Linked DNA regions of Mus musculus: regions 1, 2 and 4 are each linked to region 3. The links are chromatin contacts, called in public HiCAR-type and promoter capture Hi-C maps. All regions are on one chromosome and are shown on one strand. Each heading gives the region's core, a stretch centred on a gene start, on an enhancer-like site or on the middle of the called end of the contact. The rest is flanking DNA. Distances are from core to core; before and after follow the strand shown.

The links. Promoter capture Hi-C pulls out the DNA fragments that hold promoters and counts their contacts. HiCAR-type assays count read pairs that join an accessible place to other places.
Region 1: a contact with region 3 is called in a promoter capture Hi-C map of pre-B cells, with 3 times the contacts expected there. The contact joins the enhancer-like site here to the promoter of Ugcg in region 3. A contact is called at or near these places in 4 of 39 promoter capture datasets (the C10 cell line, embryonic stem cells, hippocampal neurons and 1 more), 1 of 115 datasets of contacts at active chromatin or transcription factors (large pre-B cells) and 1 of 9 other capture datasets (embryonic stem cells).
Region 2: a contact with region 3 is called in a HiCAR-type map of astrocytes, with 2.4 times the contacts expected there. The contact joins the enhancer-like site here to the promoter of Ugcg in region 3. A contact is called at or near these places in 2 of 39 promoter capture datasets (hippocampal neurons and pre-B cells), 2 of 115 datasets of contacts at active chromatin or transcription factors (astrocytes and double positive thymocytes) and 2 of 9 other capture datasets (adipose tissue and liver).
Region 4: a contact with region 3 is called in a promoter capture Hi-C map of pre-B cells, with 4 times the contacts expected there. The contact joins the promoter of Inip here to the promoter of Ugcg in region 3. A contact is called at or near these places in 3 of 39 promoter capture datasets (hippocampal neurons, liver and pre-B cells), 4 of 484 Hi-C or Micro-C datasets (embryonic stem cells, erythroblasts and nephron progenitors), 1 of 115 datasets of contacts at active chromatin or transcription factors (astrocytes) and 1 of 9 other capture datasets (liver).

What each region holds. Positions count from the first base shown.
Region 1 is chr4:59,727,051-59,730,980 of GRCm38.p6, forward strand. All of the region lies in intron 2 of E130308A19Rik (RIKEN cDNA E130308A19 gene), which reads left to right. Among named protein-coding and RNA genes, the nearest start is that of Inip, 55 kb to the right of the region's middle. Within about 2 kb of position 2,046, at least 20 of the 459 cell types and tissues checked have an H3K27ac peak or open chromatin away from gene starts, as enhancers often do.
Region 2 is chr4:59,877,881-59,881,819 of GRCm38.p6, forward strand. Snx30 (sorting nexin family member 30) reads left to right here. Exons shown (of 9, transcript NM_172468.2): 4 at 1,342-1,500. Among named protein-coding and RNA genes, the nearest start is that of Slc46a2, 35 kb to the right of the region's middle. Within about 2 kb of position 2,046, at least 39 of the 459 cell types and tissues checked have an H3K27ac peak or open chromatin away from gene starts, as enhancers often do. A contact at or near this core is called in astrocytes, where this site is marked.
Region 3 is chr4:59,187,056-59,191,137 of GRCm38.p6, forward strand. Ugcg (UDP-glucose ceramide glucosyltransferase) reads left to right here and starts at 2,495. Exons shown (of 9, transcript NM_011673.3): 1 at 2,495-2,686. The coding sequence starts at 2,589.
Region 4 is chr4:59,781,210-59,785,223 of GRCm38.p6, forward strand. It overlaps Inip (INTS3 and NABP interacting protein), which reads right to left and starts at 2,646. Exons shown (of 5, transcript NM_001013577.1): 1 at 2,519-2,646; 2 at 1,045-1,125. The coding sequence starts at 1,069.

The DNA of each region.
Region 1 (3,930 bases), core at 796-3,295, 540 kb after region 3:
TCCCAGCTATCATATATATATATATATATATATATATGATAGTCCCACATATCAGGTGTCTGTAATTCTAGCTACAGGCCAAAACCTCTGCACATACTTACACATAATCAAAGATAATAAAAATTGAATCTGAATAAGACATTTAAATTTAATGTATACCTAATGTCAGCTTTTGTGTCAAGCATTTGCTTAGGGCTGAGGTGGTTCACGGCCTTATATCCATCAGGTCTTTTTACCTGTCTGTCCATTCAGTCCCTGGTGTTTCCTTCTCTACTTGGTGGCACCACACACACTCCAAAGACAGGAAGAAAGCTGCTCCAACAGACTAACTCCATCTACTGCACTCACTCTATAGTCAACACGGGGCAAATACCATCACACTCTTACTTAGACTGTCATAAAATATTAAGCAAAGAAGGCTGCTTCTGAAAGAGCCTTTTACACCAACATGCGAAAATCCCTCCCTTACTGCAGCCCCCCCCCCATCAGTTCAATAGGTAATAATTACAGGATTCCTTTCATGAAGGAATAATCTCCTTAGCTACACAGAAGCTTTTTGTGTGGCTGTCAGGGGCATAGTGACAACCAGTGCTGTGTTTGGACACATTGGTGCTAGAATTACTGATTTAATTCTAAGATAATTAAAACTAATTCGTCAAGGCCCCTGCCATGTCTTTGCTTAGAGCAGCAGTTCTCAACCTATGGATTGTGACCCTTTTGGGGGTGTTGAATGACCCTTTCACGTGGTTCACATATCAGATATCCTGCATACCAGATATTTATATTAACAGTTCATAACAGTAGCAGAATTACAGTTAGGAAGTAGCAATAAAAATAATTCTATGGTGGGGGGTCACCATTATATGAGGAACTGTATTAAAGGGTCACAGCGTGATTTACCTGCTCATGCCTACCAGAATATGCTTTGAATGTCCGCCCCTACGGGGGGCGGTGGGGGGGGGAGGAAGCAATAAAAAGGAACTGAGGTCCGTGTGGTGCAGCACAACTCTGCTGTGCTCACCCAGCCCCAGAGCCGAACCGCAGCGTTTCTTGATTCTGGTATTGGGAGATTTCAGACACCAACAACTGCATGGCTTCAGTGATGAAGTCTCTGGGTTCACAGTGGGCATGTGTTTGAATCCTGCTTCCAGCTGTTTTTCCACCCTCGGATCTTCTGTTTTGAATATCTCCCTATCCTAAGACCTTTATGTCCTACTGTAGTTTTTTGAACAAACCGTATGTATACTTGGTAGGTTTTTAATTTATTGTTTCTATTTCCCCCATGACTGTAAACATACTTGTTGCAAAAGTTGGACACAGAGTTGCCAGATCAACCTTGTACTAAGGGATCATTTCCCTCTCCTATGCAGTAATGTAAACATGTAACTAAAATCCCATAGGTCTGGCGAGGAGACTGAATGGATGGCCCTACTTAAATTTACCAGAATCAGTATGTGATGCAAGTGTCGACTGCAAGGAAGAATCTCATGCCTTAGTGGGATGGAGGCTGTATTCTGCTCCAGGGAGGTCCTCTGTTCTGCTTCTAAGTTGTAGAGATGTGTTTGCAGCTCCTTTTCTTCCATCCCTAAGTACTTAGGGAATAAAAAGACAGACTTATCATTGTTGTTTTATGGTTAAGACCAGGCGTCTGTTTGGAAATACCGTAATCATAATTAATGCTTAAGGGATGTCATTGAAACCACAGAGGGCTGTGCCGTGCTTTGGGGGGGGGGGGGGGGCGGGGGGGTGTGACTTGCCCAAGTTGGTCGATTGGCATCTTCCTGTGTGTCTTTTAGCCCCTGGCTTCTATATGATTTATGTGGGAAAAACATGTGTCTCTGTCACTCGTGTCATATTTTAAAATGTCTTTAAGCTGCTACAGTTATAACTTGTGATGGGAAGCAGAGAAAGGTGAGTCCAGGTGAGAGAACCATGTGTTAACATGTCAGATGTATGATGCTCTCTAGTCAGGTGATCCTCTGCCTGTCAGTGTTTGTAATACAGAACTTTTGTGACCAAGAGTATATATGGTATCACTTTCATTTTTGTTTTGCTGCTCACTGACCTTTCACACTAAGATGTTTCATTTTTCTCAGCTCACTGTTCTGCCTTCATTACTGTCTGTGTACTTGTGCTTTAAATAAAACTCTAGTTTTGTGTCCCAGTGGTCGGTTCCATCATGTATATAACATTTGCCTCTAATGTAGTGAGATTTTTCTGTTGTTGTTTTTATTTATGTATACATTTGTTGGTACAGCCTAAACTTTATGGAAATAAGCAACCCAATAAATTCAGCTAATGGGTGTTGATGGTGTCTCCAGTGAGCGCCTGTTCAGTCACACTGTCTTTTCTATATTTGGATCTGACAACCAGTTTTCAGTTAATAAACTATTTTCTGCAAAGTAGCTGTTTTTGTAACTTTACCAATTTAAAAAAGCAGGTCCCAATTTGAAAAAAAAGAATCAAGTTGTTGGCCTGGTATACTGCAGTGGTCCTGGGATATTATCACTATGTACAGAGCCAGGGACTCCATATACATGCATGTAACCATGAAGGGAACAGTACTGAAAGAGGAAGCATTTATACACACAGCTATTTACACAAGCAGGTAATAAAATTCTTTTGTAGCTCTGTAGCTGGGTTATTCATGGTCTTCCTGTAGTTCCAGGCCAATTTATGGAATAGGATGTTCCACAGCATTTATTTGTTTGTTTATTTATTGTGGGAGGGTATGCAGGCGTGTCTGTGGTGTGTGTGTGTGTGTGTGTGTGTGTGTGTGTGTGTGTGCCAACAAAGTCAAGTTCTTGTCAGTTGCTTCACCACTTAACTTTTGAGACAGGATCTCTCCGTGAGCCAGGAGCTCGAAATTTTAGCTCAATTTCCTGGCCACAGAGCCCTTAGGATCCCTTTGTCTCACATCCCTTTGTCCAGCGCTACATGCGAGCACTGAACCAGGTTTATGTTTATAGAACCCCCTTTTATTTTATTTTTTCCATGTTTGAGACAATATGTACCTCAGGCTAGCCTAAAATTAACCACATAGCAGAAGGTGGACGTGAATAACTTATCCTCTCCAATCTACCTCTCATGTAACAGGAGAGAGAGGAATGAGAGAGAGAGAGAGAGAGAGAGAGAGAGAGAGAGAGAGAGAGAGAGCCAGCGCAATGCAAACACCAGGTTCGTTTTCTCTCTGTATGTAGACCTCTGTTAGCCCCTTACCTCCACAAAAGGATTCCATGCTTTGTAAACGCATACAGAGTTGTACAGATCTAAATACGTAGCGGCAAATTGGAGAGACGGTCCAGCAGTTATTAGCACATGCTTCCAGAGGACCTGGGTTTGTTTCCCAGCACCCACGGCGCCCCTCACAACTGCCTTTACTCCAGTCCCAGGGGATTTGACATGCCTTCTGGTCTCTGCAGGCACCAGGTACATTCGTGGTGCACAGACATACGTGCAGGTAAAACCCTGATACACATTAAAATTATGTATGCCGTAAAGCTGAGCATCATGACACACACATTTAATTCCAGAATTCAGGAGACAGACAGGTGGATCTCTGTGAATTTGAGGCCAGCCTGGTCTACAAAGTGAGCCCAGGACAACAAGGGCTGTTCTACTGAGAAACCCTGTCTCGGAAAACAAAAACAAAAGAAATATATATGTCAGATCCTAGGTTTCCTTATTTTCAAAAACGTGTTTTTAGGTAGGCATCTTCATATGTTGTTTATTACATTTAGCATGTTTTACATTCCTCGTTAAGCAAAAAAGAAATAGTTCCTCAGTGCTTAATCCCAGACATCTTTGTTGAGTCACTAAAATTATTGGAGGAGGAGGAGGAGGAGGAGGAGGAGGAGGAGGAGGAGGATAGGAGCTGGGTGTGTGTGTGTGTGTGTGTGTGTGTGTGTGTGTGTGTGTGTGTGTGTGTAG
Region 2 (3,939 bases), core at 796-3,295, 690 kb after region 3:
TTTCCTCTTGTCTATATCCTCCCAAACTTTTGAATTTAATTTTATTTTTGTCAGAATGCAAATATTTTTAGGTTGTACATAGTAGTCACTTTTCCCTGTCGAGAAGTAAAAAAGACACCTTTAACTACGTGCTTGAGCAAGCTACCAAGGAAATAAATTGAAGATCAAAGGTCCCTGGGTGAGCGGGTAATTTAAATTGTTCAACAGTATCTGCTCACAGATTTATGATAGAGAAATTTGATTGAATGAGAGAAGCAAAGAAAAGTACATTTTGATTACAAACCTAAAAGGGAAATTAACACCGTCTTCAGCTGTGGGAGTGTGCCTACTTCCTTATTTCTTTATTTACTGTGTTCTTGTACCCTGTGAACTGGGAACAAAATCTTAATCTATTTTAATACATTTTTTTGCGCTCAATATTGTCTGCCCCCCTTCTTTAGTGTATCTTTGTGTGTCTGTATGTGTGTAGGGTAGCTAGTGTAGGTACGTGTGTCTCTGGCTGTGTGGGCATGGAGGACTGCCCTGGGTGGTGTTCCTCTGACATTTTCTACCCCTTTCCTTTCTTTTTTGGGGGAAGAGTGGGGGTGGGGGTAGGTGGACACATAGTTTTTCACAGGGCAGTAGCTTACGGAGTAGGCAAGGCTGGCTGCCCAGTGAGCCCCAAGGAGCTGCCTGTCTCTGCGGTCTCAGCACTGTGCCACAGATACGCACCACTACGCCTGGCCTTCATTTAAAACGTGGGTTCCGGGACTTGAACTCAGATCCCTGTACTTGTACTGTAGGTACTTTCCCAACTACAGTGTCTGCCCGGCCTTTGCTCTCTTTTCCTAGACTTTGTCTTTCCCCTTTCTCTTTGTACCTTCTCTGCGTCTGTGGACAGAGCAGCTGCATTTCCTGAACAGGTGTTGGCTTCTCGGTCTGTCAGGGGCTTGTGTGATAGTGTTTTGTGCTGACAGGGCACTTGTGATTTGCTGCAGCTGCAGGTCCCAAGAATCTTTGATGATAACATAAAGATTTAACAGATTAGAACTACTGTTTGTGGGTTGGAAATGTAGCTCAGTTGGTAAAGTGCCCGGCATAAAGTGACCGGGTACTAAAATGTAGTCTCAGGCTGAGGGTGAGGGCAGAAGTTCAAGGTCATCTTCAGGCACATATCGAGTTTAAAGCTAACCTGGACTATATGAGATCCTGCCTTGACACCCAACTCTGTTCTTGGACAGACTGGCAGGAGGGATTTGGTGGCCTGGTCAGCTTCCCATGCTCCCGTGCTCCCACACTCCCATGCTCCCGTGCTCCCTCGTGATTACGTTTTGATGACTCTGTTGTCCTCTTGTCTTCTAGCCGCTTCCTGAGAAGTTTGTGGTGAAGGGTGTTGTGGATCGCTTCTCAGAAGAGTTTGTGGAGACCAGAAGAAAAGCGCTGGACAAATTCCTAAAAAGGATTACAGATCACCCCGTGCTCTCTTTCAATGAACACTTCAATGTGTTCCTCACTGCTAAGGTACAGGCAGGATTTTGTGTGTGTCCCTCTAAATGCTCGTTCTCAGGCTCCTCGAACACTGCTTTGCTCTTCCACGAGCCACTTCCACTTGTGGTCCCCTGAGCTGGACATCACAAAGGCCTTCTACTTTCCTGGTGCCCGTTGCATTGGCACAGTTTCTTTTAGAATCTGGCAGGATAATAGGCTGCACCCCCCTTTGCAGCAGCAATGAAAGTCAATGTTCTCACTTACCAAAAGCAGAAGTGCCCATTAAACACTTCTTGGCAGTGTTAGTAGGTTGGCAGGCTTACCAACAATAGGCACAAAAGAGAAAGCATTCCGAGTGTTTGGTAAGAGTGTTCTTCAGGGCTGGCAAGATGGTTCAGTGGGTCAGGTATTCACTACAAAGACCTAAGGAGCCAAGTGTTCTCTTCAGGGCCCATGTAAATGTGAAAAGATTCAGTTCTACAAGGTTGATCTCTGACCTCCACATGCCAGATACTTATACACCAAGGTGTGCACAAAGGTCCTTGCACCCACAGAGTACCAGGGAACCAGGAATATTAAACACAAAGAGTCCTCTCCTCAAAAGAGGAATTAGCTGTTTTTCAGCCAGAAGACTGGGAGTGGACATTGTTAACCATCTGGTGACTTTTTTTTTTTTTCTGTCTGTAGAGGTAGACCTCACCCACCTTTTGCTGTAGAGACAGACCTCACCCAAATCACCCAAAAATGTTTATCCCACCAGACTGTTAATCTTTAGTTCCCAGTTAATAGAACCCATTCTTAGGGGGGCTGTCACATGTGCTTTCTGGCCTCTGTGCTGGGTTGGTCAGAGAGCACAGCAGATTCTAAGCCTTCTAACGACAGAACCCACCGTCATGGCACTCGGACTTTTTAAACAGTGTCTGTGTAGTCACGCCTTAAGCTTTATTGTGCACCTGGAATTGGAGTGACTTTCCTGGAAACGTTTTCCCAAACTGTACTGTGTTTTAAATGTGCCAATAACGAATGACCTGGCATCAGACTCCCCAGGTTTGATCTAGGTTGATGACGTCAGCCTGAGCAGAGGTTGTTGTTTTTTTTTTTTTCTTCCTTTAAATTCATTTAATCTTCCCACTCACTTACATTTACTTCGTTGTTATTCATTAAGGCATAGATTTTGTTCAAGAAACCAGTAGGAATTCCCAGCACCACACTGGCAAAGCCAGCCTCCTTATCAAGTGGATTTTGATGGAGCCGAGTTTTTATTCTTACCTGTTCACAGTCACTTCCCTGTCTGAGCACCTGCGGAGTGGCACTCAAGAACCTTGAAAGTAACCAGCTTCATTTTTCAGGCAAGGAAACTGAAGTTCAGAGAGATTAAACGTGTTCAGTCAACATCACTAGGACTTGAAGTCGGGTCCTGTGGCTCGTAAGGCCCCTCTTTCTAGCTCACAAGGCCTGGCCATTGCTTGCTGACAACTCGGTTCCTCTGTTCCAGTCATTTGCCAGAAAAGCAGTTGCCTTCCAGTGTGTTCCTAGACTGTTCAAGCTCAGGTTGCTTGTTCACTGGCTTTGTGCTTCACTTGCTGTTGGCAGAACTGGCCTGAAATCTAAGGCAGTCCACTCATACTGTGCAGAAATGGGGTCACATGCTCAGACTCGCAGGCACTCAGCTTCTCCCAAGCCAACCCATTCAGTTCAGATCTGTGCATCAAGCCATATATAATGACAAAGGTTTGAAGTTTAGGTTTTGGGTTTTTGGTTTGGGTTTTTTTTTTGGGGGGGGGGTGTTAAAATGACAAGAAAACAGAGACATGTGTACAGATAGCAGCTGCTGACATTTAAGGCTCCCAGAAGATTCTGTTCTCTACTCATGGAAACTACCTGGCAAAGTCCAGTTTTTGTTTTTAGCTTCAGTCGGTGGCTGCCCATGCACTAGCCCCCCCCTACAGGTTGAACCTGTTTAAATGTAAGCATTTCTCAGCATACTGATGCTTGGGTGTGGTTCTTCCAGTTTCTTGTTTTCCCAAAGTGAAGGTTGGCTCTGAGGTTGCAGGTCCTTTGTTCCGAAGCCCCAGGCCATCCTCATTACTGATGAAGTAGGAGAGGGCTGTGGCTTGGATTCCTGGTCATTAGGACTCTGCATGAAGAGTCAGTGGGAGCTTGTGTGTATCTTGGAGAGAGATGAATTGAGACTTCTGGGCTAAACAGTGTGACAAAGATTTTATTTAAAGATGAGTAATAAGGTCCTTCAGTGTCTCCATCAAAATCCAGTTTTGGGCTAGAGAGATTGCTCAGTGGTTAAGAGCATCAACTGCTTTTCTGGAGGTCCTGAGTTCAAATCCCAGCAATCACATGATGGCTCACAACCATCCATAATGAGATCTAATGCCCTCTTCTGATGTGTCTGAAGACAGCTACAGTGTACTCACATATAATAAATAAATAAATCTTAAAAAAAAATCCAGTTTCATG
Region 3 (4,082 bases), core at 1,245-3,744:
TCTCTACTGTCAAAATCACACACTCGTGTGACACATTTGTTACAATCAATGAAGCAGCACATCGTTACCACCCAAAGTCACACTTAGTACTAACATTCACTCTTGGTGTACTTTCCCATCCATGACAAGTGTATGTCATCGACCACGTGGATCATACACAACAATTGGCAATCGCTGGAATCTTTTGTTTTTTACTTTGCCATTCTCAGAGTATCAATGTTGACATTATAAAGTATGTTGACTTTTTAGATTGGTGAATGAGAAATTTCTTTAAAGATGATATTTTCCTTGTGCTGGAGGGATGGCTCAACGGTTAAGGGCACTGGCTGATCTTCCAAACCTGTGCAAAGCAAGATCTACTTGGTACTCACAACCATCTGTAACTCTAGTTCTGGGGAAATCAGATGGGGGAATCAGACGCCCTCTTCTGTTCTCCATGGATACTGCATGTCCGTCCTACCAGGGTCTTTTTGAAAGATTAACAAGTGCTCTAATAGCTGAGCCAGCCATCTTTCCAGCCCCTAGAGCTCTGGTTGGAAAGCCAGGTTTGAGCAGACTAAATTTAACCAGATGAAGTGCAACAAAGTTGATCATTATTCACTTATACCCAGTTACACCAACTTTCTTTGTCCTTTCTGTGTTACCCACCATACTGCATGGAATCCTTTGCTGTAAAGGTCTAGGAAAGATTTGGAAAAAATGAAAAATGCTACAAAATGCTCAAATTGAGAAATTCATATCCTTGACCAAGTTCAAGGAAGTATTGAGAACACACAGCATTGTTTTGTATATGACTAGCAAACACATTTTAAGAAAAAGAAACCTGGCCTATTATTTTTATTTGTAAGATGTCACTGAGTGTGAGATGCATTTCCATTTTGGATTCTTGAAAATAATGGATTATTGAAAATGTGTTAAGAATGCTTTAAAAGTGGGCCTTAGAATTGATTAATCACAATCGTGGCATTTAAAACCCTGTGCTATTATTTCTATGTATGGATTCCATCCTGCTGTAACTCTATTAACCAGTAACTCTCAACAACTGGAAATTAATTTCGAAGCATGGTTCTTTCCCACTGATTTTTCACCAGTAGAACAAAGGACACTGCAAACCTTAAGGATTTTTTTTTTTTCCTTTTTCTTTTTTCGAGACAGAGTTTCTCTGTGTAGCCCTGGCTGTCCTGGAACTCTGTAGACCAGGCTGGCCTCGAACTCAGAAATCTGCCTGTCTCTGCTTCCCAAGTGCTGGGATTAAAGGTGTATGTCACCACTGCCCGTCATTTTTGGATTATTTTTTAAAAGTAACTTGAATAATAAACAGTTTAAACACAGAACAATTGTAAACAATATAGATGTATCCAGGCTGAAGAAACAAATGGAAACATTTACTACTAGCTTCTCCCAGTTGCGACTTAAAGTTAGAATACTCTTGTTTTTCCACCACAGGGATTCATTGAATTTGCCCAGCCTGGCCTGGAACCTGTGTGTTCAAGTTCAGGTAATTCTCCTGCTTCAGTCCCAGAAGTAACTGGGCTACATACAGGCTTCTCACACAGCCTAGCCTTCATTTCCCCATTTTCAGTATCGTGCACATGCATAATTAAACGTTTTAGTAATAGCAACATTTAACAGCTTTTTAAAAATGGAGTAACGTAATTTAACCCAGTATGACTAAAATCTATCATCCCAGCAAATAATACAAGATTTATGAATGAGATGGTTTGTCAGCGGTGTACTGGCAACACTTAACAGCCTAGCACTGCTCGAACTAGCTACATTTCCATAACTCTCTTGGCTACATCTTAGCCAAATTACACTCAGCTGCCCTAGAGAACGCACAATCTTGCGCGAATTCAGCATCAAGCGATTCTTCCAATTCTGAGTTTGGGGATTCCTTAAATAACACAGTCTCTTGGCTCCTCCGGATTTGGCCAAGATAAAGTGTAGAGGCGGCGCGTGCTGCTTAGAGACAGTGCAGGGGGGGGGGGGACCGCGGGCGCGGGCGGCGGCAGCGGTTGGTAGCTGCCGGGCGGCGAGCACGCGGGGGCAGCTCCACCCGTGGGCGCGCGGGCCGGCACCGAGGCGCGAGGGCGCCGCCCCGGGGGCGGGGGCACGGGCACCGGGCTCCAGAGGGCGGGGCAGGGCGGACCGCATCGTGCCGGGATTCGGACGCCGGCAGAGAGCACGGACCAGAACGCAGAGCCGCGGCGAGCGAAAGGGACGACGGCGACGGCGGCGGCGGCGGCGGCGGCGGCGGCGGCGGCAGCGGCAGCCCAAGGGTCTGGACCACGGGAGCCCGAGCGCGCGGCAACGGCCGCCTAGAGCGCGCAGCGCGGTCAGCCTGCGCTCGCAGCACACCAGCGCGCGCACGCTAAGGGGTGCGCGGTGCCGAGCGCGCGCCGAGTGGCCGGGGGCGCGCAGGCCCTGCCCGCCCCTTCCGTCCTCACGCCCGCCGCCCCGCCGGCCCTTCCTCTCCCACCTTCCACTCGCGGCCCGCGCCCCGCACCCGGCGGCCCCCGCGTCCTCCTCCCGCGGCAGCGCTGTCCGCGGCGGCCGGAGCGGGCCGGGCCGGGCCAGCGGGCCGGGGGATGGCGCTGCTGGACCTGGCCCAGGAGGGAATGGCCTTGTTCGGCTTCGTGCTCTTCGTGGTGCTGTGGCTGATGCATTTCATGTCCATCATCTACACGTGAGTTGGAGGGTCGGGGCCTCGGGGACGAGCTGGACTGGCAGGCGTGTGTGCGGTGGAGGGTAGCGTTTTGCGGGGATAGAGAAAGCTGATCCCCAAACGGCCCCCTAAATCGGTCTCCTTGGGGCGGTGCGACGCGGGGTCCTGGAAAGGGAATCGCGCTGGAGTCGCGACCCGACTCCTGGGTTGCAGGCGACTACCGAGCTCTAGGAGAGGAGCCTGCTTCTCTGTCTGGTGGAGGGTTGTCTACTTGGTTTGATTGTGTAGGAGATTCGTGTGATTTTTCTTCCCATCTGGGCGAGGATGTATGGTGTATTGTGAGGTTTTCCGCTCCCTCCGCGCCGGCCACGTCTCTATTATGGAGATGGTCCTTTACACTCTTCCGGGAGCTGATCACCACCACCCCAGGCTTCCCAGTGGATTACCTCCTTCCTAGAAGAGCTATGTGTTTAGCTAGGTGTGTAGCACCTGCCCGCCTTGAAGAAGGTCCGTCTCCGAGCCAGTGTTATAAAGCATCGAGTCCTGTCAGCGTGGCATTTCAGTATCATGTCTTTATTTATCTTTTTTCCAAGTCTTTATGTATTGGCTTGTTTGGAGTTACATCCTTAATCTGTTTTCCACACACATCTCTTCATTTGGCAGGTACCTCCTAAGGCCTACTAGATACCACCTGGAGTTGGGCTGGGGACATAGGTGAGAAAGCAGGACAAAACTCCTGCCCTCATGAAGCTTACATTCTAGAAGGATGAAACATGATAAAAATCTAAATAAGGTTATTCCCTATAAAGCTCATGACTAAAACAGAACAGAGTGAAGGGGCGGAGAGAGACATGACATAGGTGGCTGAGTTTTGATCCATCAATGAAATGTCTTTAAAATGAAGCCTGTTTAAATGTGTAGAGATGAACTCACTTGGCATTTTAGCCTGAAAGAGGAGGGAGGAAATTTATTTTTATTTATTTATTTATTTATTTTAAACTACCAGATAGGGATAGGCTAGAATAGGCTGTATGTTAATGAAAAACAGGGAAGGACGTTAGGCAGTTACTTTTTTTTTCCACTATAGAAAACATGTGCTTTTCTCCGATTGGTGTGCCATTTCCTGACGCCGAGAAAGACAACACCTGTATAAGATAAGCAGACAGGGTTTTGTGGGGTTTTTTTTGAAAGTGAAAGAAAACATACCCCGTTTGGAATTTAGAAATGTAAGCAGTATTCATTTTAACTACATGGGCTCTTTAAAAAGCAATAGTTATTTTATCAGGAATTTAGACAGTACAGAAAGGAATAAAGAAGATAGTTATAACATACTAAAACGTTACCTTGTTAACCATTTTTGCCTACCTTCCCAATTAGGTATATATATATCAGGCAGAAGAGGAGAGAGGAGATTGTA
Region 4 (4,014 bases), core at 1,396-3,895, 590 kb after region 3:
ATTATTGGCATAAAAATACTTACAAAATGATAGCTAATACCTTTACCAGGTGTGGTGGCACATGCTTTTGATTCCAGCACTAGGGAGGCAGGCAGAGCTCTATGTTGGAGGCCAGCCTAGTCTACATAGTGTGTTCCAGGCAGCCAAGACTACATACCTTGTCTCAAAAAAAAAAAAAAAAAAAAAAAAAAAAAGAATCTGGCCATACTTGTAAGCCTAAGCAATTAAGAGGTTGACACAAGTCCAAGACATAGCCCTCAGAAAGCTAAAAACACGTGAATACATTTTTATTTCAACAAAACATTTTTTAAAAATTTCCTTAACAGCAACTTGTACCTAACCTGATTTGATTAAAAACGTAACAGGTGAAATGACTGAAACTTTTATAGCAATGAAGATAAAGGCATGGTTATTATCTGACAACGGTTTTAAAAGCAAGAAAACAGATGCCAGAGGATACAGTTTATGATGTGGGCTGGGGAGGTGGTTCAGTGGTTAAGCACTTGTTCCCAAAAATCATGAGGACCAGGGTTTAGATCCCGAGAACCCACATATATGTAGCATAATTTCAGCCTTGGAAGGCAGAGAGGGGAACGGTAGAGAAAGCTGGCTAGCGAGAGTAGCCAATGGGCAAGCCCTGGATTTGACTGAGAGACCCTGCCTCAATGAATTAGGTGCAAAGTGCTGGAAGATGATCCTCGATGTTAACCTCTAGTCTCCACATGCACGCCCACCCCTACACACACATGCACCCATACACATGCAAACATGCAGATACACAGATGCACGCTATACAAAAGTAAATAGAAGGAAAAAAGTTTACGATGTGAATCACTAATCTTGACAGGTTAAAGTAAAGAATTAGTAATGTTAAAAAATATGTTGCTAATACAGTGCTAAACTGATTTTAAATTGGGAGATTCCACTTTGCTATTCATAATTCTGGATGCAGTAACTGCTCTATACTAAATTTTCTCTACCTCAAATATATTTACTGTATGGGAGAACGTTCCTAGTAATAACAGAAGTCCCAGCATGCATTACCTTGTCCTGAAGGATTTGCTGCCATCTTCCTATTCTGGGTCAATTATATTCAGTGGCCACTGATCAGGACTTTACAATCATCTGTAAAAAAATTTTTGTGCACACATAAAATGCACTGGCCTTAAATTACAGACTCAAAAAAGAACAGCTAGGCTGAGTTTGGTTTCTTAGTCTCTTAAGAAAGATACACGTAAAAAACACAGACTTAAATCAGAAATTTAGCTCTGCAAATTCCTCATGCACTTCATTAAATGAACATTTTTTTTTTCTAGGACTTAAGTTGTTAATACCAACATTTAGCATAACTTTTAATTTACATCATCAAGATGTATTTACCAAATATATCAACCTTTTGTAAAGTATCCACATAATCAGTGCTAGGAAGAAAAATAAAATTCTATAAAAAGCACTCTCCGTTCATTTAAAAAACAAATTCCAGCATTTGCTGTGCTGGTGAAAGAAAGAAGGAAAGAAAGAACCAACCAACCTAACAAGTATCTACTCTGCGCCATATATTGTGTAAGATGTGTCCCCAAAAATGTTTTTTAATGAGCATTTTTATGTACGTGGAGGCCAACAGTCACAAAACTAGTAAGGAAACCTGGACTCCTGGTTCCTTTGTGTGTGTGGTGCATGTGTGAGCAGGGCAGGAAAAGGCATCAGATGCCTTGTGCTATCACTCTCTACCTTCTTCCCTTGAAAACAGGGTCTCTCACTGAGCCCGGAGCTAGGCTGCCACCCTCACCGATCCTCCGTCTCTGCCTTCCCTCAGCTCTGGGGTGCAGGTGTCTGTCTTCGGCCATGGATGCCGGGAGATTCCAACACAGACCCTAATGCTTGGGCAAGTGCTCTTACCGGCTGAGCCACCTCTCCAACCCCAAGCCTGCTCATCTCTAAGTTTAGAAATAAAAGTTTTGCATTTGGCCACGCCGGAATCACAAGACAAACTCCTCGACCCTTGAGTTTCATTCAAGTAATCACACGGGATTGGGGATGGAGGGGGCGGGGGAAGGAAAACTAATTTAACAAATGTGCTCTTTAAAAACGTGACCGCGCATAGCGGTAATTCCAGCCCTCTGGAAGATGAGGCAGAAGAACCCCGAGTACCCGGCCAACCAGGGCTACACAGCCCGACCCTGACTCAAAACAAAACAAGGCGCGAACGGGATTGCGGAAGTAGAGAACTATTGTTGAGCGAAGACACGAGCTCTAAGCAGATGCCGGGTGGAAAGGACTCGCGTCTCCCACGGCTGGGGCTGGAGCACGGCATGGGCGAAGCCGAGCTCGTACCGAAGGCTATCAAGGCCACCCTGAGAAAGGGTCAGGGTGACCCAGGAGTCCCCGCCCGCGCGCGGGGTGGGCGAAACCCAACGGGAAGTGAGAAACCCTCGCACACTATGCCGCGCGAGGCCGCTGCCCCGTGGCCAGCGTTCGGGCCACCCTTCTCTTGGCGTCACCAGTCCTTTTTACTTACCCGGAATGCGAGGAGCCTGGAGAAAGCTCGCTGTCCGGTCGCAGCCGTGCAGGGGGGCGCGCCCACGCAGAACCCGGCGAGAGTGCAGCAATGCACCGCGCTACAACCTTCCCGCCGGCACCAACTTCCGCCTCCTGACTGACGGGCCCCCTGGAAGCGGAAGTCCCGCCTATCGACTGGACGCAACGGACGCTACCCCAAGTGATTCGTAGTTTAAGCGTTTCTTCGGCCGGAAAGGGTTTCCCTTCCGAAGAATGACAGTCGAAGAGGCTCACGGGAGATGCAGGCCGTACAATTGGGGGCGGAGCCAAACGCTGATTGGCAGGAATAGAGCAGGGTCCCTAGCACCTAAATTGATTCTTTTTTTTTCCCCTTCAGGTTTGCAGGAGATTAGCTGTCTGTCTGTCTGTCTGTCTGTCTGTCTGTCTGTCTGTCTGTCAGGATTTATTTAACCCTGATGTTAATCCACTTCAGTAGAGCTTCAGAGGGAGGTTGAGCACACTTTCAGGTTTTAACAACCATCCCAGGAATATTTTTGTTGTTTACCGTCTGAGTCAATAATTATACACAAGGTGAGCACTAAATAGGTACAAGTTTTCACTAGTGTGCATAATCTGAATTTTAAAAATGAAAGTGTCGGCTGAGAGCAGTGAGGCATGCTTTTGATCCCAGCACTCTTGGAGGCAGAGACGGATCTCGGATCTCTCGAAGTTTGAGGCCATCCAGGTCTGCATAGCAAACTCCAGGACAGTCAGGATTACACAGAGAAACCCCCGACTCAAAAGCAAACAAACAAAAGAGTGAACGCCACACCAAGATGCTACTGGAAGTTACCCTATGCTGCATAGCCTCACGCTAAATCCAGACGTTTACCTTAAGACGTAAAAGCGTTTGCCAGGCGGTGGTGGCGTGGGGGGGGGGGGGGGGGGGCAGAGCCAGGCATAGCTCTATGAATTCAAGGCCAACCTTCAAAGCGAGTTCCAGGACAGCCAGGGCTACCCAGAGAAACCCTATTTGCAAACAAACAAACAAATAAACAGAAATGCAAAAGACATAAATATGTTTTAAGGTGTATTTGTTCTGTGATTATCAACCACTCTCCACAACTTGCACCTGTGCTCTTAATTAATATTTGGGATGTTGGAGATGTAGCTAAATTGGTAGAGTCCTTGTCTAGGACACAGGAGGCCCTGAATTTGATACCTCACACCACATAAAATTGGGCATGGTAGTGTATACTTCTTAATCCAGCCTTGGGAATTTAGTGGGAAGAGGATCTTTTGTCCAAGGTATGTAGCTTGAACAAGGAACATAGCAAGTTTAAGGTCAGTATTGACTACTTAAACCTTATTTCTAAAATAATAATTGATGTTTGCTAATGTTTACAATGCACAGTCCAGGACTGAAACAGTAAGTTCAATACCAAAGATTTACTTAGTTCACAGAAAAAAAAAATTGTTGCATGTTTTCCACGTGCTAGGTGCTTGCTCTACATT